2 separate regions of the Hordeum vulgare genome follow, and region 1 is linked to region 2. A link is a contact called in public Hi-C data. All regions are on one chromosome and are shown on one strand. Each heading gives the region's core, a stretch centred on a gene start, on an enhancer-like site or on the middle of the called end of the contact. The rest is flanking DNA. Distances are from core to core; before and after follow the strand shown.

Region 1 (6,424 bases), core at 1,679-4,178, 220 kb before region 2:
AAGGTTACTTGACGCGAGCGCGTTGATTGTTCATTTGGAGTTTGCTTCTTCTTCTTCTTCATCATCGATCTAGGATGGGTTCCAGGCCGGCAGCCTGGGATAGCAAGGATGGACGTCGTTCTTATTTTTCTCGTTTGTTTTCGTCCGTAGACGGACCCTGCTCTTACTCTTGATGATTATGTAATGTACTGATGTGACTCTGATGTACCTTGTGGCGAGTGTAAGCCAACTTTGTATATATATCTCTTCTTTTCAGTACATGTACTTGTAACGATATCCATTCTTGCGACACGACGAGATGCGCTTCTATCCCTGACGAGGCCTTCGTGCCAAATTGAGGATAGGGTCGCATCTTGGGCGTGACATACTTGCCCGAGATTCGATCGTCAGTATCCGCATACCTATTTCAATCTCGTTTACTGGCAAGTCTCTTTACTTGTTCTGTAATACAAGATCCCGTAACTTACACTAAGTCACATTGCTTGCAAGGCTTGTGTGTGATGTTGTATTACCAAGTGGGCCCCGAGATACCTCTCCGTCACACGAAGTGACAAATCCCAGTCTGGATTCATACTAACTCAACGGACACATTCGGAGATACCTGTAGAGCATCTTTATAGCCACCCAGTTACGTTGTGACGTTTGATACACACAAAGTATTCCTCCGGTGTCAGTGAGTTATATGATCTCATGGTCATAGGAATAAATACTTGACACGCAGAAAACAGTAGCAACAAAATGACACGATCAACATGCTACGTCTATTAGTTTGGGTCTAGTCCATCACATGATTCTCCCAATGACGTGATCCAGTTATCAAGCAACAACACCTTGTACATAGTCAGAAGACCCTGACTATCCTTGATCAACTCGCTAGCCAACTAGAGGCTTGCTAGGGACTGTGTTTTGTCTATGTATCCACACATGTATCTAAGTCTTCATTCAATACAATTATAGCATGGATAATAAACGATTATCTTGATACAGGAATTATAATAATAACTTATTTATCAATTGCCTCTAGGGCATAATTCCAACACACGGACCCCTCGATTCTTCTCTCGAGGGAGGGCATCTTGTTCCTCCACCTCCACTTATTTACAATGCGAGCTTCCTCGTCTATGACCCCCCCCCCCCCGCCTTCGCCATCGCGATGTCGGTTGCGTGGTGGGCCTCGGTTACCCTTATCCTCTCCTTTCCACGACGGGCACACCAGTCCCGACGGGACTCATACTCCCCCGATCGGAGATGGGAAAGGGAAGATTTGAAGGCTCCCAGGACCGCGATGATCCAGCCGAGAGGACCCGGGCGCTAGATGTGTCGACGACATAGAGTCGTGCCACATAGACCTGTAGTCGGTCGGGCGTTGTCTTCCCGATTATGGTGGAGTGCAATGTGGATGGCCATTGCCTCCTCCAACCTGCACGACACGACATCCCAGTCGACGGATCCGTACTGGTTGGAGTAAGATCCGTTGCTTTCCATGGTAGAGAACGCTAGAGAATGCCGGATGGGAGCTTGGGTTGGAGGAGCAGAGTAAAGTGGCTATGATTTGGTCGAGCAACAAAATGTGGACCGATATATGTGGGGTTGCATTGGTAGGGTATGACGTGAGGAACACGTCCGGGCGCCCCATATCTGTCCTAGATTTGGGTTGGACATGAGGGGGTACCGGTCAGCCCAAACATTTGAGGGCCATTTGAGGAGCCATGTGGGTCACTTTTTTGTGACCACGCCGTCCAGACTTTTGAGGCGGGTTTGTGGCATCCGGTTGTAGATTCTCTAAGATACATTTGGACAAAAAAAGTTAACCAGTTAATAGAAGAAGTAGTAGTGTGAAAGCATAATCAATTTGTGGGGTTTTGAACCCTCAACATGTTGAACATGTGAAATCTACTTCCCAAAATTAGAAATTTTGCTTAAACCATTGAACAAAGACACACATTATTCTATGCATATATATGCGTTGCACGTGCACGTTTACTAGTACTACCATTATTCTAAACACAATAGCCATGTGTCAATAAGACTGACCCTCGTAAATTGCGAGGTTCTCAAATCAAAAACCACGCTAATGATTCCATTGAAAGTAATCAGTACTCGTCACATTCTTGCCCTCAGGCCCAACATGCTTGTCGATGGTATGGTACTGGGCCACCATATCATTTTCGCTTCTTTTTCATTTTTTGAACATATTTTTAACATTTTGTGACCATTTTAATGAAATCATCAAGATTCTTTTGTGTAATAATGAATATCTTTCAAATTTCTAATATTTTCTACAAGTTCATGAACATTGTTTCAAATTGTCAAAGTATCCATTTTTGTGAACATTTTTTAAATAAGTGTGAACATTTTTCTGAAACTCGTTAACATTGTTTTTATAGACAAGCATTTTATATCATAATAATTTGCATTCCCGATATATTTTTCCCAATGGATGAACATTTTTTCAGATTGGTCAACATTTGTTGAATCGATGCACCTTATTGTTATTGAAGAATATATTCACTTTTTTGAACATTTTTTAGAAATAATGAACAAATTAGAATACATGAATATTTTTAGAAAATAAATAATATATTTTATGAATTTCTTTAATATTTTTTGAAATCACAAAAATTTCTCTCAATTCCAATATTTTTTTTTAGATCGAATAATACTTTTTGCAATTTGGGTTTTTGACATTTGAGAAAAACAAAATCAAAGTCATAAAAATGTTTATTTTTGTTTCGAAATCCAGAAAGTTATTCTAAATTCAGAACTGCTTTTAAATCATGAAAATTTATTAAAGAAAATAAACGGAAAAAATATAAATAAATGAGATCTGTATCGGCCGACGCAAAAGCAAGGGCCATAGAAGCGGGGCTAGACGCTAGATCGTCGTCTCAAATTTGGAGCGTACGTCTTTTATTACCCACATAGCGCAGGAATTCCTTATTCGCCGCTCATTGCGAAACCTTGGGCTTCGCACTGGGATTGCCAGCGCTCCTTTGCGAGTGGGTCGGCTCGTTTCAGGTTCTATCGCATTGGTTTTGGAAACTTCTAAGGGTTCAGTCGTTTTTTTGGAAAACTTATATAAGATTTTTTTAACTGGTTCTTTATTCTTTATTCTTTATTTTTTTTTTCGTTTCTTTTTTCTCTATTTCTGTTTTAAAAAATGTATTGGATTTACAGAAAACATTCTGGATTATCCAAAAATTGTTGTTCAAATTAGAAAAATGTCCACAATTTATATTTTTGTTCATGAATTTGAAATTTATCATGTTTCAAATTCTTTTCACAATGTAAAAAATTTACTGAGTTTCAAAATTTGTTTGCAGATTCAAAATTAGTGCATAATTTTATAATATTATTCACAATTCGAAAAATATTCTGAGTTACAAGAATTGTTTGCTGATTCGAAAAATAGTCACAATTTTCTCATTTTGTTTATCAATTTGAAATTTATTCATGTTTCAAAATTTGTTCACAATTCAAAAAAACATTACGGTTTCAAAATTTGTTCACAATTCGAAAAATGTTCGCGGTTTCAAAAAAAATCGAAAGATTCGAAACATATGCACAATTTTAGAATTTTGTTTACGAATTTAAAATTTATTCATGTTTGCAAAACTTGTTCACAATTAAAGAAAATTACGGCTTAAAAAATTGTTGACAATTCTAAAAATGATCACAAATTTACAATTTAGTTCTCTAATTTGAAATTTGTTCATTTTTCAAAATTTGTTCATATTTCCAATCATGTTTGCGGTTTGACGGAAAATGCTCACAATGTTATAATTTTTTTGATGAGTTTGAAATTTATCATGTTTCAAAATTTGTCCACTATTCGAAAAACATTCTCTGTTTAAAAATTTCTTCATAGATTCAAAAAATGTTCATCCTTTTATTTTTCTATTTACAACTTGAAAAATGTTCTCAGTTTCAAAATTTGTTGCAGATTTGAAAAATATTCACGCATTTATAAAAAAATTACAAACTTGAAATTTATTCATGTTTCAAAATTTATCACAGTTCTAAAAATGTTTATAGTTTAAAAATTTGTTCACAATTCAAAAAAAGTTTGTGGTTTCAATATAAGTTTCTTAAATTCAAAAAATGTTCAAAATTTTATAATGTTGTTCACGTATTTGAAAAAATTCTGGATTCTCAAAAATGTTATTGTTTTTTTTAAAACTTGTTATTGTTTTTCATAAATTTCAGCTCACACTTTCAAAAAATGTTCATGTTTCCATAAAAAATGTTCACAAATTAAAGAATTGTTCGCTTTTAAATTTTCTTCATGAATTCAACATTGCTTGCAATTTTCAAGAAATATTTTGAGCCGGAGTGTTGTTATAGTGTTGTTATAGTGTTTTGAACTAATTTCTTCAGTAGGTGCTTTGAGCCGGAGTGGCGAGTGGCTGTGGCGTAATCATGAGGTCGGGTGTTCAATTTCGAAGCTATGCTGTTTTCTACTTCCTCCGTCATGGTTTAGAAGTCATGGTTAAATTTACGTGCATTTTCATAATAGACAATGTTTATGGCGCATTGCATTTACTCGTAACAGCTAATTAATACTCCGTTGTACTACTTCTATATGCATGCGTAGTATGAATGCTATTTATAGCTCATCTCGCAGCCAATCAATAACCACCTAGGTTTTAGAAAATTTTCAACCACGCCTTCTAAACCGCGACGGAGGGAGTATAAGAGTGTTTAGAACACTATTTTAGTCATATAAATGCTTTTATATTTCTTTACAGAGGGGAGTAGATTTTTTCACGTGACAGAAAACGAAACTATCAGCGGGTTGATGGGCCGGCCCAGCGACACCCCTGTGTGTTCAAGCGACATGCTGCCGCAACGAGCGACAGGTAGAAGCTCCCCCTAGCGCGTACCGCCTACAATGTCCTGTTTCTTTGACCGGGCCATTTGGGGTTCCATACCCATTGGGAAGAAACCATCTCTAAAGCAGCATTTTCCTTTTTTTTTATTTTTTTCTTCTTCCTTTTTTCTTTTAAGTAATTTTTTTATTTTATTTTCCTTTTTCTATATTTTTTTAATTTTTCTTTATTATTTCGTCCCACTTTCCTTTTATATTTCCTTTTTTGACTATCTTTCAAGTTTGTTAACATATTGCCTCAAAACCATGAACAATTTTTGAATATTATGTACGTTTGTGGAACTCTGTACATTTTTTAAAACTATGAACATTTATTAAAAAGGATGCAAACTGAGTGAATGGGGAAAAGTTAGTACAACTAAGGAACGAGGGCATGAAAATAAAAATCCCTTTTTGAAAACCTATCCACGACAACAAATATGCTATCCCTCCCTTTCTTTGTTCAAGGTTGAAAGTATTGATATGGTTGACTAACGGGGGGGGGGGGGGGGGGGGGTGAATAGACAACTACAAATTTTAGGTTTTTCTTTAACAAAATAAGTTTAACAACCAAAAAGTTATCTAGATATGCAACTAAGTGAGCAACCTATATGATGCTAACACCAACAATAATAAGCAAGTAAAAAAATACAAGTAAAGGTGAGAAGTGACCACAAGTTGAACCGATGAAGACGAGGATGTGTTTCCAAATTTCCTTCCTTTTGAGGGGAAGTACGCCTCCGTTAGAGCGCGGTGGAGGCATAATGCTCCCCAAGATGCAACTAAGGCCACCGTATTCTCCTCACACCCTCACACAATGCAAAGTGTCGTGATTGCACTAAGTGGTGCCCTTGAAGGCGGCAACTGAACCTTTACAAGCAAGGTTGGGCAATCTCCACAACTCAATTGGAGGCTCCCAACAAAACCACAGAGCTTCACCACAATGGAATGTGGCTCCTGTTGGGAAACATAGTAATAATTCAAACTTTTCCTATGTATCACCAAGATCAATCTAGGAGATGCTAGCAACGAGAGAGAGGGAGAGCATCTTCATACCGTTGAAGATCGCTAAGCGGAAGCGTTACTATGAACGAGGTTGGTGGAGTTGTACTTGCAGCAATCCGATCCAAGCACCGAACGAATGGCGCCTTCGCGTTCAACACACTACAACCCCGTGACGTATCCTCCTTCTTGATCCAGCAAGGGTGAAGGAGAAGTTGAGGGAGAGCTCCGGCAGCACGACGACATGGTGGCGGTGGAGCTTGTGGTTCTCCGGCAGGGCTTCGCCAAGCGCCGCGGAGAAGGAGAAGTCGTGGGGTAGGGTTGCGCCAAGGGGAAGGGTTTAGGTGTGTGTGCAGCCCTCCCAACCCTCCTTTATTTATAGGAGGAAGGGTAGAGGGGGCCGGCCACCCTAGGAAACCCTAGGAGGGGGCAGCGGCGGCCTAGGGGGTGGCTTGCCTCCCAAGTTGGAGGGAGGCAACCCCACGCCCAAGGGTTTCAACCCTAGGAGCCTTGCGCCCCTTTGGTGGCTCGCACGAGCCCACCATGGAGCTAGTT
Region 2 (6,911 bases), core at 4,043-6,542:
TCTTTATGATCCATATGCATACAAGTCTTATAAACTTCCAAGGTAGTGGGACTAACATCAACTAAAATCATGATCTCTCCAAACCCACTTTTATCGATAATTTCGTAAGATTGATCATTCTCCAAAATAGTGGGGTTATTACCTAAAGTTGACGCTCTTCACAACCCACTTTTAAATAGATTCATCATGAAGCTCAAATGAATTTTCAAGATCACAAGAAACATGATGATTATCACCCCAATCATGATCATTAGCATAATTGATATTCATAGAGTTTATACTAGCAAATTGCAATCATTCATTTCATTCAAGGAACTATCATCAATCACTTTATAAGTTTCTTTTAATACTTTATCACAATTTTCAGATTCACGATTTTCAAGAAATACCTCATAAAGATAATCTACCGCACTCAACGCACTAGCAATTGTTTCTACATAGTCGAATTTTTTAAAAAGATTAGCAAGTGAATGAAGATCCATTTATCTTAAACTTTTGTTTTACTTTCTGTTTTTGTGTGACAAAGATAAATATAGCACTACTAGGCAAGTATAGATTAGAACAAGTGAATGATAATGTGTGTGTAGGTACTAGATAAGAATTTGATGATGTCTCCCCGACAACGATGCCAGGAATTCTTCCTCATACATATAAACCATGTTGGGGTTTTTCCCCAAAGAGGAGAGGAGATGCAGCACAGTAGAGATAAGTATTTCGTTATGTGAGAACCAAGGTTATCAAAGCAATAGGAGAACCATGCAAATTCTCGTCTTCAGCACCTACACACAAAAGAGCAAACACTTGCACCCAACGCGGGCATGAGGGTTGTCAAACCCCTTGATCTCGTTACTTGCAAGGATTAAATTTTGATAGATAGATAATATAAATATAAAAATTAAATACAAATAATAAAAGGCATCGAGGTATCTTTAGGATTTTAGTAATATATTTTGTGAAGACCCGGGGGCATAGTCTTCTCTAGTAGCATCTCTCTCTAAGATAGCATACGGTGGGTAAACGAATTATTGTTGGGCAATTGACAGGAAAGCGCATAGTTCATCGTTATGAAATATATATTCATGGCAATATCATGTATATAGGCATCACGTCCATAAGCAAGTAGACCGACTCTTGCCTGCATCTACTATTATTACTCCACTCAAAGACTGTTATCCAGCATGCATCTAGAGTATTAAGTATAAAACAGACTAATGCTTGGAGCAAGATGACAAGATGTAGACAAAGTAAACTCAACTAATATGAATAAACCCCATATTTTTATCCTTGATGACAACAATACAAATACGTGTCATGTCCCCTTCTGTCACTCGGATTGAGCATCGCAAGATTGAACCCATCACAATGCACCACTTCCACTGAAGATAAACCAATCTAGCTGGCCAAACCAAATTTATAGATCGGAAAGCAATACAATGCTATAGTAATCATGCATAAAGAATTCAGAGAAGACTCAATATTTATTCATGAATAATATGATCATAATGTTGGAATATGCCCTAGAGGCAATGATAAATAGTTATTATTATATTTCCTATTTCAAGATAATCATTTATTATCCATGTTATAATTGTATTGAATGAAAACATAGATACATGTGTGGATGCATAGACAAAACAATGTCCCTAGCAAGCCTCTAGTTGGCTAGCCAGTTGATCAAGGATAGTCAAGGTTTTCTGATTATATGCAAGTGTTGTTACTTGATTACTGGATCACATCATTAGGAGAATCATGTGATGGACTAGACCCAAACTATGAACATAGCATGTGATCATGTCGTTTTATTGCTATTGTTTTCTGCGTGTCAAGTATTTATTCCTATGACCATGAAATCATATAACTCATTGGGACCGGAGGAATACCTTGTGTGTATCAAACGTCTCAACGTAACTGGGTGACTATAAAGGTGCTCTACAGGTATCTCCGAAGGTGTCCATTGAGTTAGTATGGATTAAGACTAGGATTTGTCACTCCGTGTGACGAAGAGGTATCTCGGGCCCCACTCGGTAATACAAGATCACACACAAGCCTTGCAAGCAATGTGACTAAGTGTAAGTCACGGGATCTTGTATTAAGGAACGAGTAAAGAGACTTGCCGGTAACGAGATTGAAATAGGTATGCGGATACCAACGATCAAATCTCGGGCAAGTAATATACCGAAGGACAAAGGGAATGACATACATGATTATATGAAATTTGGCACTAAGGTTCAACCGATAAGATCTTCAGAGAATATGTAGGATCCAATATGGGCATCCAGGTCCCGCTATTGGATATTGACCGAGGAGTGTCTCGGGTCATGTCTACATAGTTCTCGAACCCGCAGGGTCTGCACACTTAAGGTTCGATGATGTTTTAGTATAGTTGAGTTATATGTGTGGTTACCGAATGTTGTTTGGAGTCCCAGATGAGATCACAGACGTCACGAGGGTTTCCGGAATGGTCCGTAAACAAAGATTGATATATAGGATGGTTTAATTTGGTTACCGGAAAGTTTCGGGCAATTCCGGCAGTGTACCGGGAGTGACGAATGGGTTCTGGGTGTTCACCGGGAGGGGCCCACCCACCGGGAGTGAGCCTAGTAGCCTTATAGTGGCGCACCAACCCTTAGTGGGCTGGTGGAGTCAGCTCAAGAAGGCTATGGCTCCACAAGTGAAAAAACCAAAAGGAAAGAAAAAAAAGGAAAGAGGGAGGTGGGAAGGAAGAGGAGGACTCCTCCTTCCCAAAACCAAATTGGCGGAGGAGTCCTCCTCCCCCTTCGGCCGGCGCACCCTTGGGGCCCTTGTGCCCCAAGGCTAGCCCCTCCTCTTTTCCTATATATATCGGTGGTTTTAGGATTTTTGAGACACAACTTTGCCACGTGCAACTCAAACCTATTCCACATAGTTTTGCCTCTAGATCGGATTTCTAAGAAGCTCGGGCGGAGCCCTCCAGGAGTAGATCATCACCACCACCGGAGCGCCGTCACACTGCCGAAGAACTCATCTACTTCTCTGTCTTGCTTGCTGGATCAAGAAGGCCGAGATCGTCATCGAGCTGTACGTGTGCTGAACGCGGAGGTGCCGTCCGTTCGGTGCTAGATCGAACGGATGTGGGACGGATCATGGGACGACGGTGATTTGAATCACGAAGCTGTACCACTACATCAACCGCGTTTCTTAACGCTTCCCGCTTAGCGATCTACAAGGGTACGTAGATCTAATCTCCTCTCGTAGATGGACACCACCATGATAGGTCTTCGTGTGCGTAGGAAATTTTTTGTTTCCCATGCAACGTTCCCCAACACATAAACCCACACTTCATTGGATCCCAACAAACACACTACAAAGAATATTATATTGAATAGATCACCGCGGGGATCGTGGTGTGTATGTGTGTGTGCGCGCGTGTGAGAGAGAGAGAGAGATCCATCTAGATACTAACTGTGGACCCATAGGTCGGTGGTAGACTACTCACACATCACCATGGGAGAAGCAAGGTTGATGTAGATGCCCTCCGGCCCCCTCTATGCCAGGGCACCAGAACAAGGCTCTGGATGGGATCACGGCGGAACAGAGACTTGGAGTAGTGAAAAAACATTTTGGACGGCTCTGTGATGTTTTCCCGATTTTGGGAGATTTATAGAGGCGGAGTTGGGCCAAGAAATGTCAGGGGGTGGTCCCAAGCCATCAGGGAGCGCCCTGATGTCTCGGCACCACTCCGTGTGGCATCTGGGCTCCCATCGAAGCTTCGAGGTCTTACTTTTGTCCAGAAAAAATCGTCAAAAAGTTTCGTTGCTTTTGGACTTTGTTTGGTTCTCATTTCCTGAAAAGCCAGAAACACGCAGAAAATAGCAACTTGCACTAGACACTGGGTCAATAGGTTAGTTGCCAAAAATGATATAAAACAACATATAAATGCATATAAAGCATCCAAAAATGATAAAATAATAGCATGGAACAATAAAAAAATAGAAATGTTGGAGACGTATCACCCCTACGGTGGATGCGCTCACCCAGGCTAGGTTGTTGATGTCGTGCTAGGATTAGGAGATCCCTTCTGTTCTTCCCACTGTGGTTGCGTGTTGTGATGTTGACATTTGGTGGTGTCTCGGGACATGGATGCGAGGACGGTGGCCCGAAGGGCGGTCAGTATGGTGGCTTTCCGGCAGGTCCCATGACAACAGTGGTGGCTACGCTTGTTGGTCGTCTGGACAATGCGGGGTGTAGCGGTGGGTGGCTCAGGGCTTACTTTGTGTCTTGGGAAATGACGTTGCCCGTATCCGGATCTGGAGGCCGGTTCTCGTCGCGATTGGTCTGGGTATCTCTTGGCGACACAGGTGAGCTGTCGAGCGAAAACTCCGCGCTTTGGCGGCGGCGCCGCCGACATCTGCGAGTGTCGCTATCTTCTTGAAGACGTCATCGTGGTTCCCCTCTCAATGACGAGTCTTCGGGTGAAAACCCTTGTCCTTTTGGGCTTGGCAGCGGTGGTCGTAGCGTTGTACTCTGGTCTTTCCGTCTGTAGTTTTCCAGCCATGTAGTCTTGTGTGATTATGTTGGCTCCGTATTTAGGGATCTGTTGTATCGGGGGGCTACCCCACGACATTATATCGTCCCGCCATGTAACTTGGGTGTTATTGTTTTACATATAAAACGGGACGAAAGCATGTTTTGAAAGACATCAATACCGGCACAAAGGACAAGATAGAAGCAAATAACTTTACGAGTGTTTGCATCCGTATTGCGTTAAAAGAAAGCAGATAGAATCTAGGTTGGATGTACTATTTAAACAGAATTCATACGAAATCTGAACTCTAAAGGCAAATTCCATAGACCCTGTTTGGATCCATGGGTTAGAATTAGAGTTGGTTAGATTGGACTGAACTAACCCAAAACATCCAAACAGGAGAGTTAGAGTTGGTTAGATGCATCTAACCCATCCAAAAAAACTAACCCACCTAAGAGATGCTTATTTGGGTTAGAGTTAGATGGGGCCAAGAAAAGTTACTTTTTCCTCTACCTTCACCATACCAAATCTTGGTTAAAGGAACCAAATGATTGAAAAAAAATCATTTATTTACAATTTAACCCTGCTATTCAAACACCTCTTTAGTTAGAGTTAATTTAAGATTAGTCTAGAATTAGAATTTAACCCTAACCACTAACTGAGTTAGAGGATCCAAACAGAATCATAGTTGGCAAAACCCGGAATGAGGTGAGTGCTGACAATTTTCCCCCTGCGCGGCGTGAGTTGTCTGAGTAAGCCATAAAGAAACCCCTTCCCCGTTTTGCTCGTGTGAGCTGGCCTTATAAAACGAGATCCGCAAGGCACCTGTCCACCCGACCCATCCCTCCTCCTCTCCTACCAGTCCTCCTCCTCGGCCCCCAACCCCGCCGACGCCCGCGCGCGAAGATCGCCAGCCGCCTCCCGCCGCCCTCCCGCGCTCGCGGGGATCACCGGCCGGCCACCGGCGTCCAGAGCAGGCACAGGTAAAACCCATCCCAGTCTCCAAGCATCCAGCCAACATTCCTCCCAGTTCCGTGGACGCCGACGTCCGCTCGGCAGACTCTCCGCTTTATCGTCCATGGCACTCCCCGTCCCCTTCCTCCTCCGTAGTTGCTGCAAAACGTTCTCGCTCCCTCGACTTCGTTCCCGTTTCCGTTCCCGTCGATCGGCGCGGGCGGCACCACCAAGAAGGCGGCAGAAGGCTCCCGACGGCGCGCGGAGCCGTGCGAGACCCTCTTTCTTCCCCCCGCCGCTCTGGTCGCCCGCACGACGAATCGAATGTGCTCGCTCGCACATAGTACGATTCGCCATCAGCCATCATCTCTGACGCGACGCTGCTTTCTTTGAACCTCCAGCAGTAATCCCCCGCTGCTACGTTGGCGAATTCCAGGTTTTCTTTGAACTTCGGTCCTGGTTTGGATGGGTCACAGTAGAGCTCAAATCAGTTTTTTTGGTTTTAATGCGCGCGGCACAAAAGATCCGTAACCTGCGTCGTCGCCGTCACGTGCTTCGAAACGGAAAGCATGGCCGTTTCGTTGCATTCTTCTTCTTCCTTTTTTTTTTACTCTATAATCACGAAGTGGCCACGGTAAATAAATTCTGCGGGAGAAGGGTATCCAAAGGATCGGAGGTCGGGATATCCCTCCTCCTTTTCCTTTCCTTTCCTTTACCGACACGAATTACCCAACTACCCTTGGGCTCGCCCCTTTTCTTCACAATCCCCTGGCGACTCACGCCTCCTTGCCACGAGCCCACGAACCGCCTCCCTCCCTCCCTACCGTCGCGTGTCGCACAACTCCGTGGCGGCGGCGGCGGCGGCGCTGCTCACCGCCGAGGCTCCGTCCATCCCCACCCAGGTTAGCGCCTCTCCTATCCTCGCCTCAGCCTCCCTCCCTCTTCCTCTCGCTCTTCCACTCTCTGGTTGCCCCGCCGTAACCAAGGATGATTATCCGTGGATTGATCTTCCACTCCGCTCCGCCCCGTTGCCACCAATGGGCCATCCACGGCGAGAGGGCTCGCCCACTCCATTCCGCCTCGTGCGGTTCCCGGCTCACCCGCGGCGTCTCCGCGGCGATTTTTTTCTTCTTTTCGTTTCCAGTTTCTGCCGCGGGTGGGTTTCAGTTACGGGGTTGGATCGGGGCGGCTCGGGGTCAGAGGAGGAGGGAGGAAAAGGAAAATCCGAAGGATGCTACTACTACTGCTGCTGGTCTATCTACCATCCTGATCGGAGGGATTGGATCGCGGGTCGCTGTCCCCGTGGCCCGTGCCGCGCATGTTATTTCCCTTGGTTTCTGCGTCGGGTCCTTGTGACTTCCGACGCGATTCCATTGGTCTGGGTGCGGTGGCCGAGTTCGTCGTCGGGGGCGTGCTCGCCTGGCCGCGAGCGGCGTGCCGCGGCGGGTCAATC

The links. Hi-C and Micro-C count contacts between places; a contact is called where the count stands out from the background.
Region 1: a Hi-C map of leaf shows a contact between it and region 2, with 8 times the contacts expected there. The contact joins the enhancer-like site here to the promoter of LOC123414343 in region 2. A contact is called at or near these places in 3 of 6 Hi-C or Micro-C datasets (leaf and seedling).

Annotation. Positions count from the first base shown.
Region 1 is chr1H:46,386,180-46,392,603 of MorexV3_pseudomolecules_assembly, reverse strand. No RefSeq gene overlaps it. Among protein-coding and RNA genes, the nearest start is that of LOC123406407, 130 kb to the left of the region's middle. Within about 2 kb of position 2,928, at least 2 of the 3 cell types and tissues checked have open chromatin away from gene starts, as enhancers often do. A contact at or near this core is called in leaf, where this site is marked.
Region 2 is chr1H:46,169,716-46,176,626 of MorexV3_pseudomolecules_assembly, reverse strand. LOC123414343 (metal tolerance protein 1-like) reads left to right here and starts at 5,292. Exons shown (of 2, transcript XM_045106670.1): 1 at 5,292-5,487.